2 separate regions of the Rattus norvegicus genome follow, and region 2 is linked to region 1. A link is a contact called in public Hi-C data. All regions are on one chromosome and are shown on one strand. Each heading gives the region's core, a stretch centred on a gene start, on an enhancer-like site or on the middle of the called end of the contact. The rest is flanking DNA. Distances are from core to core; before and after follow the strand shown.

Region 1 (6,967 bases), core at 1,172-3,671:
CTTTGTCCAAGTTCGTAGGTTCAGTCAATTGGAGACACTGGAAGGTCTGGAAGGTGGCAAGAAACTACCCTTATTTTCATTCTTTTTTAATTTAATTTTAAGTGTGTATGGAGAGAGAGGTGTGGGAGGAGGCCATGCATACAGAGGTCAAAACCAGTTTCACAGTGAGCTTCCTTTTGGAAGCAAGCTCAGGCTCTCTAGAACAGCAAGCATGCTTAACTTCTGAGCCATTTCCCCGGCCCCTTGTTCTGCAGCATCTCTGCTACTGCACAGAACAGCTATAGTTCTAGCCTCCAGAACATCTGATCCATCCTCAGTTACTAGGGTCAATCAGCTTCATTCATCCATGGTCTCACCACAAAGTAGGATGCCTTCAGAGTGATAAAGCACAGCTTTGGAAGGCACCCAGCAATGAAATGACACTGTTGCTGGACCTCCGCTTTTGAGGTCCCAACTTCTGATAACTTTGGCATTTATGATTTGTTCTCCCTCAGTCACAGGAATCAGATTGCTCTTCCACATATATATGTTGAGTCTTCCACATATATATGTCTAATTCCTTGTATAACATTCATCAGTTCCTGTTTTCCTGATACATTATATAGTACCAACATCCAAACAAATGTTTGGAAGTGCGAAAGGCATGTAGCAGAAAGTCAAGTGAACCAAGGGAACATGAATTGTAGTATCCAAAGAGGAACAGACAACTCGTGGTTCTTTAACTCTTACCTTCAGAGAAGTAAAGCTTCCAGCCCTTATACGGTATAAACTGATCCAATGTTGACTGTTGAAGTAAAGGTTGTGAGGCTTGTTCTGAGGAAGTAAACTACGATGTTAGTAAAAGACAAAGCATCATTCTGTCTTCCCGACAACTAGTTTCTCCTTTTACAAGAGTCTATTAATAGACTCTAAGTTAGATGTTTCAACAAGAATTATAAATGTTAACTTTCAAACTTTAAGTTTGAGTTAAACTGTCCTGCTGTCTACTAGGCATGATTAGTAGTAGGGATATGTGTGTGTGTGTGTGTGTGTGTGTGTGTGTGTGTGTGTGTTTTATTTTTATTTATTTATTTATTTTTTTACATTGTGTTGCCTGTGCCCACTTGTGGGACCAAACATGCCATAGTGCCTATGTGGAAGACAGAGGGCAGCTTGTGGATTCAGTTCTCCCCTTCCATCATATGGGTTCTAGGGACCTAACAGAGGGTCCTCCCCTTACCTACTCAGCCATCTACGGCCCTTGAGTAGTTTCTTTCCTGAGAGAAAACAAATTGATCCCTGACTGCATTTACCAGAAGCATGATTTCCTGCAGCTTTACTCAGGTCAGTTCTGTCTCTCCACCTTCCTGAGAAGTTCCCACCACCTCTTCCTCTTTTCCAGTTTTGGAATCGTCCTCGTCCAAAACCTCTGCCTCTGTATGCACCACTCATGTCTTCTGAGAGTCAACAGCACTTCTAAGAAATGTATTAACAACAAAAAAAAATGTATTAACAGTGTAAAGAGGGGGAAATTACTGTACTGTGCTTAAGACTAGCACATAAGTCTGCAAAGTTCCATACTACAGTATAAACCTTATGTGTTGTGCTCTTAATTCTTTTAAATGCCATCGCAATTAAGGTACACCACAGACGTTTATTCAGCACCAGTTTTCAATGAACCACCAAGAAAGTAATCAAGGTAACTTGAACCTGTTTGCAGTACGAGTTACTAGGGAAACATCATAGCTCAATCTTCGTTGTATTACTTTCTGTGGCAAGCTGTCCTAAAACTGTTCTAAAGAAAATAATTCCACTTAGAAATTCCTATCCCATAGTTACAAACTACTGATATTCATACACTGGTGCAATTCGTTAGGAGAGCCTGTTCTAACCTTCCGATGATTCAATTAATAAAAGGTCCGCAAGTATGCAAGCTAATAAAAATTAAGGTTGCTTGCAATAGCACTGAGATACGTCTTCAGGATGAGACATTCCATCGCAACACTACGTTCCACATCGATCCAATAGGATAACATACTGAGAACGGAGGCACTTCCAACAACTACATAGGGAAGCAGCCTGAGAAAAGCCCCCCGCAATCCCTGACTTCATTCTCGCCGCGTTTTTCTCGCGTCCTACTTTCAGGAGTCCCCCGAGTCTCCCAGCCAGCCACAGAGCCATAGGCGGTACGCAGTCCCACGCAGGGTTACGCAGACATTCCGTCTTCGGAGTCGCCCGAGGCGAGACGCAGGGCGGCGAAGGCCCGGCACAACACCACAGGGTAAACTCCGACCTCGCTCGAAGTTCTTTTTTGGCGCGCCTATGACGCGCTTCTGTTTAAGGAAGCCACGCGCCTGGGAGGCGGGACAAAGTGTAGCCAATCAAAGAGTCAGATAAACGGAAGTCGCCAGGCTCCCGGAAACCGTCCCGAGGTCGGAACCGGAAAGCGGAAGCGGCGTGCAGCACGTGGAGGCGGTTCCCGAGGAGACGCAGGTCCCTCCTGGTTGTGCTGGGCTCCTAGCGGCTGTAGCAAGAACGGAGGTTGAAGACTGCCTGGCGTCCATGGAGTTGTCAGCAGCGGAGCAGCCGAGCCCACAGCCCCCGCATCTCGGGGACCACTGCATCCATGACGGCGACTTCGTGGTACTGAAACGAGAAGATGTGTTCAAAGCAGTGCAAGTCCAGCGGAGAAAGTGAGTCTGGTTGCTGGCCTTGGGCAGCGCGCACCACCACCCAGCTAATCACTCCCTCCGGTGTCCCATTCTTGACTCTTTGAATCCCGCTCCCCAGCCTTTATTGCTACCACTCAGGTCTCCCTATCACAGAGGCCTTCCCACTGGGATCCTTTCGCATCCTTGACTATGGGATCTCCTTTGCACCGTTCTCATCCTACGGCACTCACTTCTACTTTTCATTCCCCAACTTTCTACCCTCTGCACCAGATTCTCTTCCCAAGAATTCCATTCTTGATACTCCCACCTTGGAGGGTGCTTTCCCGAAGGTTTTTGGGAGTCCTCACTATTCTTTCGGAACTTATCCAACCTTTCACATTCAGATCTCTTCATTATGTCTGACTCCTCCCAGCTCCCCATTTTCCCCATAAATTCAACTTCCTCCGTAAGAGAGAAAGGAGATGAGAGAGAAAGATTTCTTACACCTAGTCTGGCTTGCAGGTAGGCAATCTTCTGTCTACTGTAAGGAAAGAGAACTTTCTACAGTGTGCACGGCCAGCGGGAGCCCAGAGTACATATCCGTGCTTGCTAATGGTCAGCTAAGGCAAACACTCTGCCTCCCAAGTGGTGAGATTACGGGTCTACGACACCACCCCCAGCTTGCTTCATGTCCTGATACAGCTATTTGAATGTCCTTATAACGTGCTTTATTAGATGATCCTTTTTATTACCAATGAGACATATTTTATTTGGTTTGTTTGACTGCACAGAGAAATCCTGATTCACAAAAAACAAAAAAACTAGTATTGTTTTAAATTGTGTGCATGCATGCATAAGTACATGAATTCCGGTGCCCTCAGAGGCCAAATGTTTTGTATTTCCTGGAATTAGAGTTAAAACCAATTGGGGAACATACGGCGTGCTGGGAACCAAAGTCAGATCCTCTGGAAGAGCAGTAAGTGCTCTCAAGTGCTGAATCATTTCTCCAGCTCCCTAAAAAGTACTCTTTAGAAGTTATTTGGAAACTCTTTTTACTACCCCTGTTCTTAGGAAAGCCATGATAGTCATTTTTGTTTTATTTCGAAATGATCTGCTGAACCCAGCTGCATCCCGAGCCAGACTCCCTATCACCAAAGCAATCGTGGCTCTCTACAACTCTTACTCCCTCCCAGGAAACATGCAGCCCATTATTTAACAGATTGCCTCCCACAGTTTCCTGCCTGAGCTTCTGGGCAGTCAGCTTAAGTGCATCCCCCCTGCACACACACACACACACACACACACACACACACCTCTGCACATAAGAGAGGCTGGCAGAGGCATAGGTCAACCCAGCTTCAGTGTCTCATTAGCACCAGCACACTTAAGGGAAGAGGATAAGGGGTACAAATAGTTGTTAGTTACTGGGAAATCCAGCAAAGAGTAAGAATTGGGAGGCAGGAGCATCTCCGGAGGACGTGAAACTTCATTCCTGTGGTTCAAGTGACATTTGACGAATGAGGGGAGGTGCTTCAGAGGGTAAAGCTCTTACCCACGTAAGCATGGGGTGTGGTAGTATATATCTGTAATCCCAGCATTTCTACAGCAAGATGGAGGTAGACACGGGAAGCTCTGGAAGTTAGAGGCCACTAGCCTGACATGCAGCAGCGAACAACCGAGACCTCGTCTCAAAGAAAGATGGAGGTCAAGAGCCAGTACCTGACTTCATCCTACTTCCATATGCACACTGAGGAACCCAAATACACGTACACGTCCATCACACACACACAGGGTAAAAGTAGTTATGATTTTTTTAAGGGATATGATATACAAAGATATGGTGGGATATAGAACTAAAAGGGAAAGATGAGAAGAAGAGAAGAGTGAGGCGGGGCACAGAGAACTCACCAGGACAGGACAGGACAGGACAGGACAGGACAGGACAGGACAGGACAGGACAGGTCCTAGAATTCTGTACATGTAGGCTGGGTTCTGAAACTTCCCTAGGTACAAAGCTTTGTGTCACTGTGCTGTGTGGTATAGAAAATACCTGCAGACCTGTATGAATCCTGTAGCTTAGCTCCTCACAGAAACATGTATACAGCTGTCATTGTGTGTTACGTGACATACTTTTTCTCCAGAGTCGCTACACACACACATACGTTCACCTCAAAAATGGAACCTACAGCAGACCAAAGTAATGACTGCAGCACTGTGCAGTTTGGTGAACCAATGAGGTTTTCGTTGGAGTTACTAACAGAAGTATGGGCACGGGGCTATTTATAGGTAGCTGCATCACTAGAAAGCCCATTCAACATGGGTAACTCCTCCCAGAAATCTACAACCCCAAAACTGTCTAGTAGCTCCTGAGCTGAACTTCTCTCAGCAGCCTGACTGATCACTGTCATTTCTACACACACACACACACACACACACACACACACACACACACACACACAGCACCCAGCAACTGTTTATACATTTTTATTTTCGTTAAATAGGGGACCCTCAAGAATCTTCTAGGTTTTTGTTCTCTATGACCCTTTGCTTGTCCCCTGAGGCTGGTGAGTGACTTCTTCCTTGCTAGAGGAAATATTTCAATTTGAAGGGAATGTTGTAATTCAGAGTAGCATCCTACAAACCTGTACCTAAGGCCAATCTGGCCTGCAGTTTGGCATCTTTCCACCTCTGCCTCCTGCATGTTGGGAGTAGTGTGAACCCCGCACCAGGTAACTGACTCTTGACCAGTATGTTTCCCTGGGCCTCAGAGCTCTGTCCTGGGCGCCTGAGGTTTGCTGTGAGAATGAAAGGGTGCACATTGCTGACATCCGTTGTTAGACTGCCGGTGCTAGCTTGCTTTCTGTGAAAGGAAAGGGTTTCTTTCCTGTGCTTCTTCGAATGGCTATAAGGGACAGATCTCAGATAGGAAGCCTAATGCCCAGCCCTTGCCAGCACTTCCTTAGTGCTATGTCTGTTTCCAATGTGTAGATTGCCAGTAATGTTTACTCTAACACAGGCTGTTTGGATTTGTTCTTTCCTGATAAAATAGCCAATTAGACAGAGACCAGGGAGTTTTAAAAATTGTTGTCATCTCAGTGATTATTTTGTTCGGGATTTTGTAGTGGGAGTTGCATGGGCATCATGATACATACTTATGGCCTGAGCATCTTGTCAATCATACCTGTGTTGGGATCTGAGAATCTGTGAATTTAAGCATCCTGAGTAACAATGTAAAATGCAGTCAGACCTGTGTCCCACAAAAGGCATGCCTTTTTTCTTCTAAAAGTCAGTGCTTTCCTAGCTTCTTTATTGGAATTTATATCTGTCCCCAACCTGCTTCTCTGGTTCATTTGTCAGTTTGTACTTACAGAAGTAATGCTGTTAACTGTTTATCATGAGAGCTTTTGAAATAAACTAAAATTAGAACACTTTTTATAGCAGGAATACAAAAGAAATCAATTGATTGGTTGCCTTTTCTTCCTCAGAAAAGTAACTTTTGAAAAACAGTGGTTCTACCTGGATAACGCCATTGGCCATAGTTACGGGTCAACGTTTGAAGTGAGCAGTGGAGGAAGCCTTCAGCTCAGGAAGAAGCTGGAAGAGCCCACATCAGGTATACCACTGGAATGGATGTCATGCTCTCTAGTTAGCTTGGCAGACTTCCGTTTAATTTGGATACTCTCCAGGAAACTTAGCTAAAATAAGGGGTGGTCCTAAGAAGCTAAGGCCTAACCTGAGGGGCTGATGGGCTGGGTAGGAACCCAGGGAAAGAAGATTACAGTGCAGGCATGTAAGTAGAAGCGTGTAAGTACATGAGGCGCCAGTTCATCTGCAGCACTCCAAAAACTGGACAAGTCCCTGAAGTACTCGAGAGACAATGCAGGGGACTCAGAATTCAGGTTAATTATGTATCGACTTTGAGACCAGCCTGTACTATGTGAGACCTTATTTCAAAAAGAATCTTTCATGATGCTAGAGAGGTAGCCCAACAGCCATAAGTACTGTTGTTCTTTTAGAAGATCCAGGTTCAGTTCTGAACACCCACATGGTGGCTCACAACCATCTATAACTTTGGTTCCAGGGATCTGATGCCTTTTCTGAGGTCAGGCACCAGGCATGCATCTGGTACACATACATGCATACAGGCAAAACACTCAAACAAATGAAAGTAAATATTCCACTTTTTTTCTTTTCAAGAAAGGATCTCTACATAGCCCTGAACTCCCAGTGTATACCAAGCTGGCCTCTAACTCACAGAGATCCTACTGTTGAGATTAAAGATCTCTGCTACTGTGTCTAGCTCTTTAAAAAAAATTTTTTTTCAAGGAAGCATTGCA
Region 2 (6,967 bases), core at 1,204-3,703, 82 kb before region 1:
AATTTGTTTGCCCCCCAACACACACACACACACACACACACACACACACACACACACATACACACACACCATTTGCTGTATTATTTGCCGTAGATGCTGAAAACTGCATTGTGTTATTTATATGACTTTAAATTTGATTTTTATATGTGTTTTAATACAGTCCAGTTGTGTCCTATCCTGCCTGCTGTCTGTTTAAAGGTAACCGTTCTCTCTGCTATGAAGGAAGAGCCACTCCAGCCTGTCATGTGCCTCTGCACACCAAGATTCCAGATCCTTCTCCAGGCGATGAGAGTGTTTGACCTTGAGTTCTGAATGTCAGCTAAGACCCTTTCTTAATCTTCGCTTTCAGTTCTTCTCTCATTGATAGGACATGCCCTGTCCTAACCCTTTCTAGATCTTGAGAAACTACCAGAAAGCAAATAACTCTATGTCCGGAGAAAAAGGAAGAGCCAAGGCCCCAGCATTTGATAGCTGGGTGCTGAGGGCACCTCTTTATTGAATGGTTAATGATCCCTAATAGATAAAAACCTGCAGTGTGTAGGAATCTCTCCATGCAATTCTCACATCAGCCCATAGGGGGCAAGAAGAGCTCATCTACTCATTCTACTGAGGAGTCAAACTCCCTGAGGTTGTATGGATGAAAGCCGGTTGGGGAAAAGGATCCAAAGCTGAGTTTGTCGACCTTCTCCAGCCCTGCACAGTCTTGAGGCACTAGCCACCTCCCACTAAACGAGACTCAGCGTCCCCCACTCCCAGGTACAGTTTGACCCAGTGGCTACCATTTCCAGCCACCAAGTCAACATCCCCACGTCAGGATCGATCATACTGGTAGGGAAGAATCACCAGCCTGGGAAACGGGCTGCACTGGAGTTAGATGGGTAAGATAGAGGTGGACCAAAGAAGTCTCAGTAGAAATACCTCTTCTGAGAAATACCTCACTAAAAGGTTTCTGTTATTGTTTTTAATTTGGGTTTTGAATCCTAAACAGTAAGGAAATAAGGAGTCTTTTTGAAAGCTAGTCCTTTAGTCAATGAATGGACTAAGAAGACAAAGTACTACACAGTAATTATTCCCTGAAGTAATTTAAAAATCGTTTTAATTGGTCTGAGGACGTATCTCAGTTGGTAGAGTGTGTACCTAGGCATATAAAAGCATAAGGTCAAAGCACATCCACATAATTGTAACCCTCAGTGTATATGGTCACTTCTCAGACTTCTTTGCATAGGAAACCCTCTTGCTAAGAATAGGAACCTGATTGTTAAACTAGACCTGAGTCCAGAGTCACATGGAACCCAATCTTTAATGCCACCAGATTAAGTGCCCCAAACATTTGTAATCACATGACATGAGAAAACAGGCCCTGAGGAGGATGCAGCACCCTTTGTGAGGGAGCAGAAGACTTATGGGAAGGGAGGCACCAAAGCCTGCGTGGTCTGACCCAAACAATATATCATCCTGAAAGGCCTTGGGGCCCTCCACAGGGCCTGTATCAGGGAAGGCAATATGCTGACAGCCAGGCAGCTAGTTTGAATACAGTTCCTAGCTGGATCCCAAGTGGGCCATACATCTGTTAGGAGAGAGCAAGGACACTGTCCCTGGCAGCCTGGCATTATAACGGTGGGGTATTCTGGAGATGGCTGGGCTACTTACAGAAGGGACCAGGTCTCTATGCTGTCATTCAAGCTTCTGCCTGTCCTCAAAGAACCAGGACTGGAAAACAAGCCAACCTGTAAGAACCACTGCTACTTTTTAAAAAAAAGTAAAATCAGTGTTTCTTTCTCCAAAGATACACACATCAAATGTGAATTTCCTCATTGCTGTTGAGGGCCAGACACAAAATATTAGACCCACATTGGTTTCAAGTTGAGGCCTTGCTACTCAAAGTGTAGACCTCAGCCAGCACTTGTGTCAGGAACACAAGGCCTGAAGCAACATGGGGTCAGCCAGGCTCTGTGAGGTACATGGAAGGAGACCTGTGCAAATGCCACTCCAACCTTGTCACCTCCAGCTCTTCTGGCTATGTCATTTACATTTCATGCTAAGAAGACAGGCTGGATCATGGTCAGACATGCCCCAAGGCGAGAGAGATCCCAGGAGGTGAAACAGCTGTGCGAAGTTAGGAGTCAGTGAGTGAAACCAGCGGCTACCTCCCCAAAGGGCAGTTTCAACAATATAGCTCATAGGTCTCGGCAGAGAGATTGATTTTGAGAGAGGTGTGGAGTGATGCTGATGGTCTCCTGTGCTCCATGCCTCCCACGACCCCTCTCCTCGTTCAGGCATGGGCTACAGGCCTCACTGCACACATTTAGGAACGGAGTGCTGGTAAATGTTTAGAAACTCTGTGCCCGTGGGGAATGCTGATTCGCCAGTTCCTGTGAGTGTGACAGGAGTGTACACAGGCTTGGAAAGAGATGTGGACATCAGGTGACCCAGCCGAGAGAGTCTAGCTCCAGCACACAGTGTAATCGTACACAGAAGTCATGAAGCGTGTCAAGGTCACAAGCCAGTGCGCAGGAAGCAGGGCTTTGAGTCCAGTTCCTCTGAACTCCGGTACACTCTCAGCACAGCGCTGGATGTTTCAGTGTGAATTCAAAGCTTCTGTGCCAGGAATCCCAGGTTGTTCGTGATAGCATCTTTGTGGAGATGTAGAGGACAGTTTGGTTGTCCAAATCTCCCCTTCCCTCTCACTCCCTCTCCCTATCTCTGTCTCTGTCTCTCTGTGTCTCTGTCTCTGTGTCTGTCTCTCACACACCCACAGATACATACACAAACACAGAGAGAGAGACAGAGACAGAGACAGAGGCACACACACAGAGGGGGAAGAGGGAGGAGAAAGCCTGTTCGAAACCTACAGATCCAAACCTGTGTTGAGCTGCATGCACAGCTTTCTCCAAATAAGTTTCTCCTCTCCATGGACCATCACATTTGAACAGGTTCTAGCCAAACATATTGCCAGTCATGGCTGGGTACAGGCAGCAGAGTTCAGTCCAGATTGAACTATTTGGGGGCACATGAACAATAATCAAAACGATGTCCCCAAGTGAACTTTTAGAGAGAATCCCCTTTTTACCATCACATGCCTAAGTACAGCTGGAGACGTGGTGTACAGCAGATACGTTAAGTAAAGGGGCACATGCAACACGCAAAGGCTCACGTAATCCAAATCTACTAATTCAAGCAGAGAACTGCTCATGCTATGTCCCTTAGTAACCAGCACGTCTGTGTCTTAAACTCCACAGAAGGAAATGCCAAACAATAGTCAGGCCCTTTGAGTATCTTCCCTCTCTGAGGCTGCCAACCTTGACAGTGGATTCATTTCTGCCCTGCCTTCCCTTCATGAAGAGCTGCATCTGTAAGGTGAAATTCCTCCCAAGTCACTTTAGGTCGTTGTGCATTTTATGTCCACAAGCTAGAATCATCTAAGAGGGAACCTCGACTGAGAAAAACACTGCCATCAGGTTTACTGGTGTAGGTGGTGCCATCACTGGAATGGTGGTCCTGGGTTCTATAAGAAAGCAGGCTGGGCAAGTCATGGGGAGCAAGCCAGTAAGCAGCACGTTTCCATGGCCTCTGCATCAGTTCCTGCCTCCAGGTTCCTGCCCTGTCTGAGTTCCTGTCCTAACTTCCTTCAGTGATGAACAGTGATGTGGAAGCTTAGGTCAAATAGCCCCTTGCCTCCTCAAATTGCTTTCGGTCACAGTGTTTCATCACAGCAATCATAACCCTAACTAGGCCAGTCATGTTCCTTAACACAGCAATAGTCACCTGAAAACACCTAGCTCAGACCCCAACCACCAGCAGGTAATACCTGAGTTGATTTTCACAGAAGATATTTAGATGAAATTCATAAAATCGTGGAAATTTTTTACCTCCAATTACTTTATATTAGATTCCAAATGTCACATTTTCTTCCTCAGATGCCAAGGATCAGTGTACTTTTCCAATGGGTCACTCATTTGCAAGTCTGGGTCAGCAGTGGGCTTAAGAGGAAAGAAAAGAATATCAAACCCCAGAGATCTGTGACAAACACTTGGCCCAAACCTCCCTGTTGCTCATAAGCGGTTGATGCCAAGTCGCAGCAGAGAGCAGTGACTCTCTCATGGGGACCAAGCCCCATTTGGGGAAGTCGAGTGAGATGTTGTCCTGACCTTTTCCTCCCTTTGTGGACTCTGGAAGCCATGTGCTCATGAGGAAAACAAATGACCAGCAAAGGTTTGGAAAACAGTTGCTAAACAGCTCCCTCCATGAGACCTGTAAAACAGGGTGTCACAGACACAAAATCACCAAGGCAGGAAATAAGAGGCATGTGGTATAATGTCATTTGCAAGCCATACATACCCTGCCTCCTATTTGTGGCAGAGAAGAGAGACTAAAGTTGACACATTTGTATTCTGTGTGTGTTAAAGTTGCTCTCCTAACTGCACATCATAGAGAAGAATCGGGGGTTGGGGATTTAGCTCAGTGGTAGAGCGCTTGCCTAGCAAGCTCAAGGTCCTGGGTTCCGTCCTCAGCTCCAAAGGGAAAAGAAAAAGAAAAAGAAAAAGAAAAAAAAGATCCTAAGAAAAGAATCAGCAGGTCCATGTTACTAGCAGCTTAGCATATGCCCACTGTTAATGGCACGTGTCTTTTGAATTAGCAGCCAGCCCTAGTCCAGATGACCCTGGAAGGGTACAAAGTGGATACCAGCAGACATTAAATGAACTGGACTCATCATTTTGAGAAGCGCCTGAAACAAAATGTCCATAGGAGGAGGGAAGAGGGCAGGGGATGATAATGAGAGCTAGACATCAAAACTCTCAAAACCCGGGCTGACCACCTGACCAGAGGGGCCAGCCTGAGCTCCAGGATGATTGGATACCTTTGTCCTCTTCCCGATCCCTCTGTACAATCTGCCTTCTGGTGATGAGACTCAAGACAGATCTCTAGATGTTAATCCGCCATCTTCTCAGATTGCCAGCTCTCTGAGTAAATGCAGCTTTGAAGACTCGATTCCCGTCTCTGCTCTTTGGCATCTGCAGGTGACAGGCAGCAGCGAGGGCAGGTGTTCTGGTTTCAGTGTTCCCACATGACACAGCCGGTCACCTGACTCAGTGGCAAAGAGTGCATATTGCTCTTGCAGAGGATCCAAGTTCTGTCCCCAGCACCTACATCGGATAACTCACCGCTGCTTGGGACTCCAGCCCCAGGGTAACCCAAAGCCTCGCATCTGAGCTCACATGTGCACACCCACATATAGACACCCACAAATACATAATTAAAAAATTAAAAGTAAATAAATATATTTTTAAAATACCACATGGCATAATATGTGTCAGAACCTACTAGACCTAACCACCAATCATTTTCAACCTGTAGTAAGGCTACTGTAATTCAACCAAATCCATTTTTGCCCCTTGCAGTGCTAGAGATAGAATTCTGGGCTTTGCGTGTGGAGGCAAACTCTCATCGCTGAGCTATATCCCCATCCTCAGCCTCCCTGACTGTTTTTCCAGACTCCTGCTCTCTAACCCAAGCTGGCCTTAAACTCAAGATTTTTCTGCCTTAGCCTCCTGAATATCTGAGTAACTAACATGGGAACTGTGTCTGGTCTAAATCAATTTCTTTTAAAGCACACCACACACACACACACACACACACACACACACACACACACACACATTGCTACCAGAAATTTTCCCTGTTGAGTTGCTACTTGGGGAAATTTTCTCTTCTTCCACCTAATCCTCCCCCGGTAGGCAATGCTAGACTACAGCACAGTACACAAGCCAACAAGCCACACACTTTCATCAGCTCGCTCCACCACGTACAGCTTGTACTCCCAAAGCCATCCCTTGGTCCCACAAGGCAGCTATGGTTCCAGACGTGTCATATGGCATTAACTTTCCTCAAGGGCATTAAAGTATTTGCTCTTTAGTCAAAGGAGTCACAGACTCAGCTAGAAGTCAGGGTTATTTTACTGATGAAAAGGAGGAGAATGGATATCGGGAGACAAATGACCGCCTCTTCCACAGGATGTGCGATGTGCCAGGAACAACGTGCATGAACAAGTGGAAGGCAGGGTTGGGGTTAGGATCAGGGTCAGGGTTAGAGGATTAAAAAAGGTTAGAGTTAGGGCTGGGGATTTAGCTCAGTGGTAGAGCGCTTACCTAGGAAGCGCAAGGCCCTGGGTTCGGTCCCCAGCTCTGAAAAAAAGAACCAAAAAAAAAAAAAAAAGGTTAGAGTTGTGGTTAGGGCTAGGGGTTAGGGTTTGTGTGAGACGGTTAGGGGGTTAGGCTTAGGGTTAAGGTTAGAGGGTTAGTGTTAGAAGGTTAGGATTAGGGTTAAGGTTAGGGTTAAGGTAGAACAAAGACAGGAAACCAAGATGTTGAGGCTAGTTTATGATAGTAGAGTTAAGAGGACATCAGGGAAGTTTTCTCCTGGGGAATATTTTGACTCAGCCTTTGCAGGTCAACAACAGATTTGTCAAGTAGAGAGAGGGGCAAGGAATTGAGTGAAGCTTGGCAGACATCATCAGTGGAGAAACCCTGGTGGTTCTCTTCTCCATCATGGTCTACAGTCAGCTTGGCATGCAGAAACACAAGTGTAGTGACAGATAGTGGAGCACAGGAAGACAGGCCACACTGGAAGCTTCAGGGACAGTTTAAAGGCTGTTGTAATCTATGGCTGGCCAGAGACCCAGCCAGAGGCAGTAGGTGGGGTAAGAGAGCATTAGCAAGCCATCTCAGAGCCAAAAATAGTTTGCTGCTGTGGTCAAGACTATTTATATACATGCAAAAACATTTTCCTTTATTTCTCCATAACAGAACTTAATTTTTGATGGGGTCAGTGTGTCTAGCCCCAGTTCTGGGTGCCTACTGTTCTACCCCAATCATGAGAATCCTATTTCCCAAGCTTTCATCGTCTTCTGTGGGTAAGAGTGGACATATGACCTAGTTCTGGCCAGCGGGGCCTGCGGTACGCTGTGGAG

Evidence for each region. Hi-C and Micro-C count contacts between places; a contact is called where the count stands out from the background.
Region 2: a Hi-C map of liver shows a contact between it and region 1, with 7 times the contacts expected there. The contact joins the enhancer-like site here to the promoter of Trmt6 in region 1. A contact is called at or near these places in 2 of 12 Hi-C or Micro-C datasets (Schwann cells and liver).

Annotation. Positions count from the first base shown.
Region 1 is chr3:140,534,963-140,541,929 of GRCr8, reverse strand. It overlaps Trmt6 (tRNA methyltransferase 6 non-catalytic subunit), which reads left to right and starts at 2,421. Exons shown (of 11, transcript NM_001107779.1): 1 at 2,421-2,672; 2 at 6,116-6,243. The coding sequence starts at 2,542. It overlaps Mcm8 (minichromosome maintenance 8 homologous recombination repair factor), which reads right to left and starts at 2,283. Exons shown (of 19, transcript NM_001106514.1): 1 at 2,018-2,283; 2 at 1,293-1,455; 3 at 730-813. The coding sequence starts at 1,431.
Region 2 is chr3:140,617,382-140,624,348 of GRCr8, reverse strand. No RefSeq gene overlaps it. Among named protein-coding and RNA genes, the nearest start is that of Lrrn4, 17 kb to the right of the region's middle. Within about 2 kb of position 2,453, at least 3 of the 93 cell types and tissues checked have an H3K27ac peak or open chromatin away from gene starts, as enhancers often do. A contact at or near this core is called in liver, where this site is marked.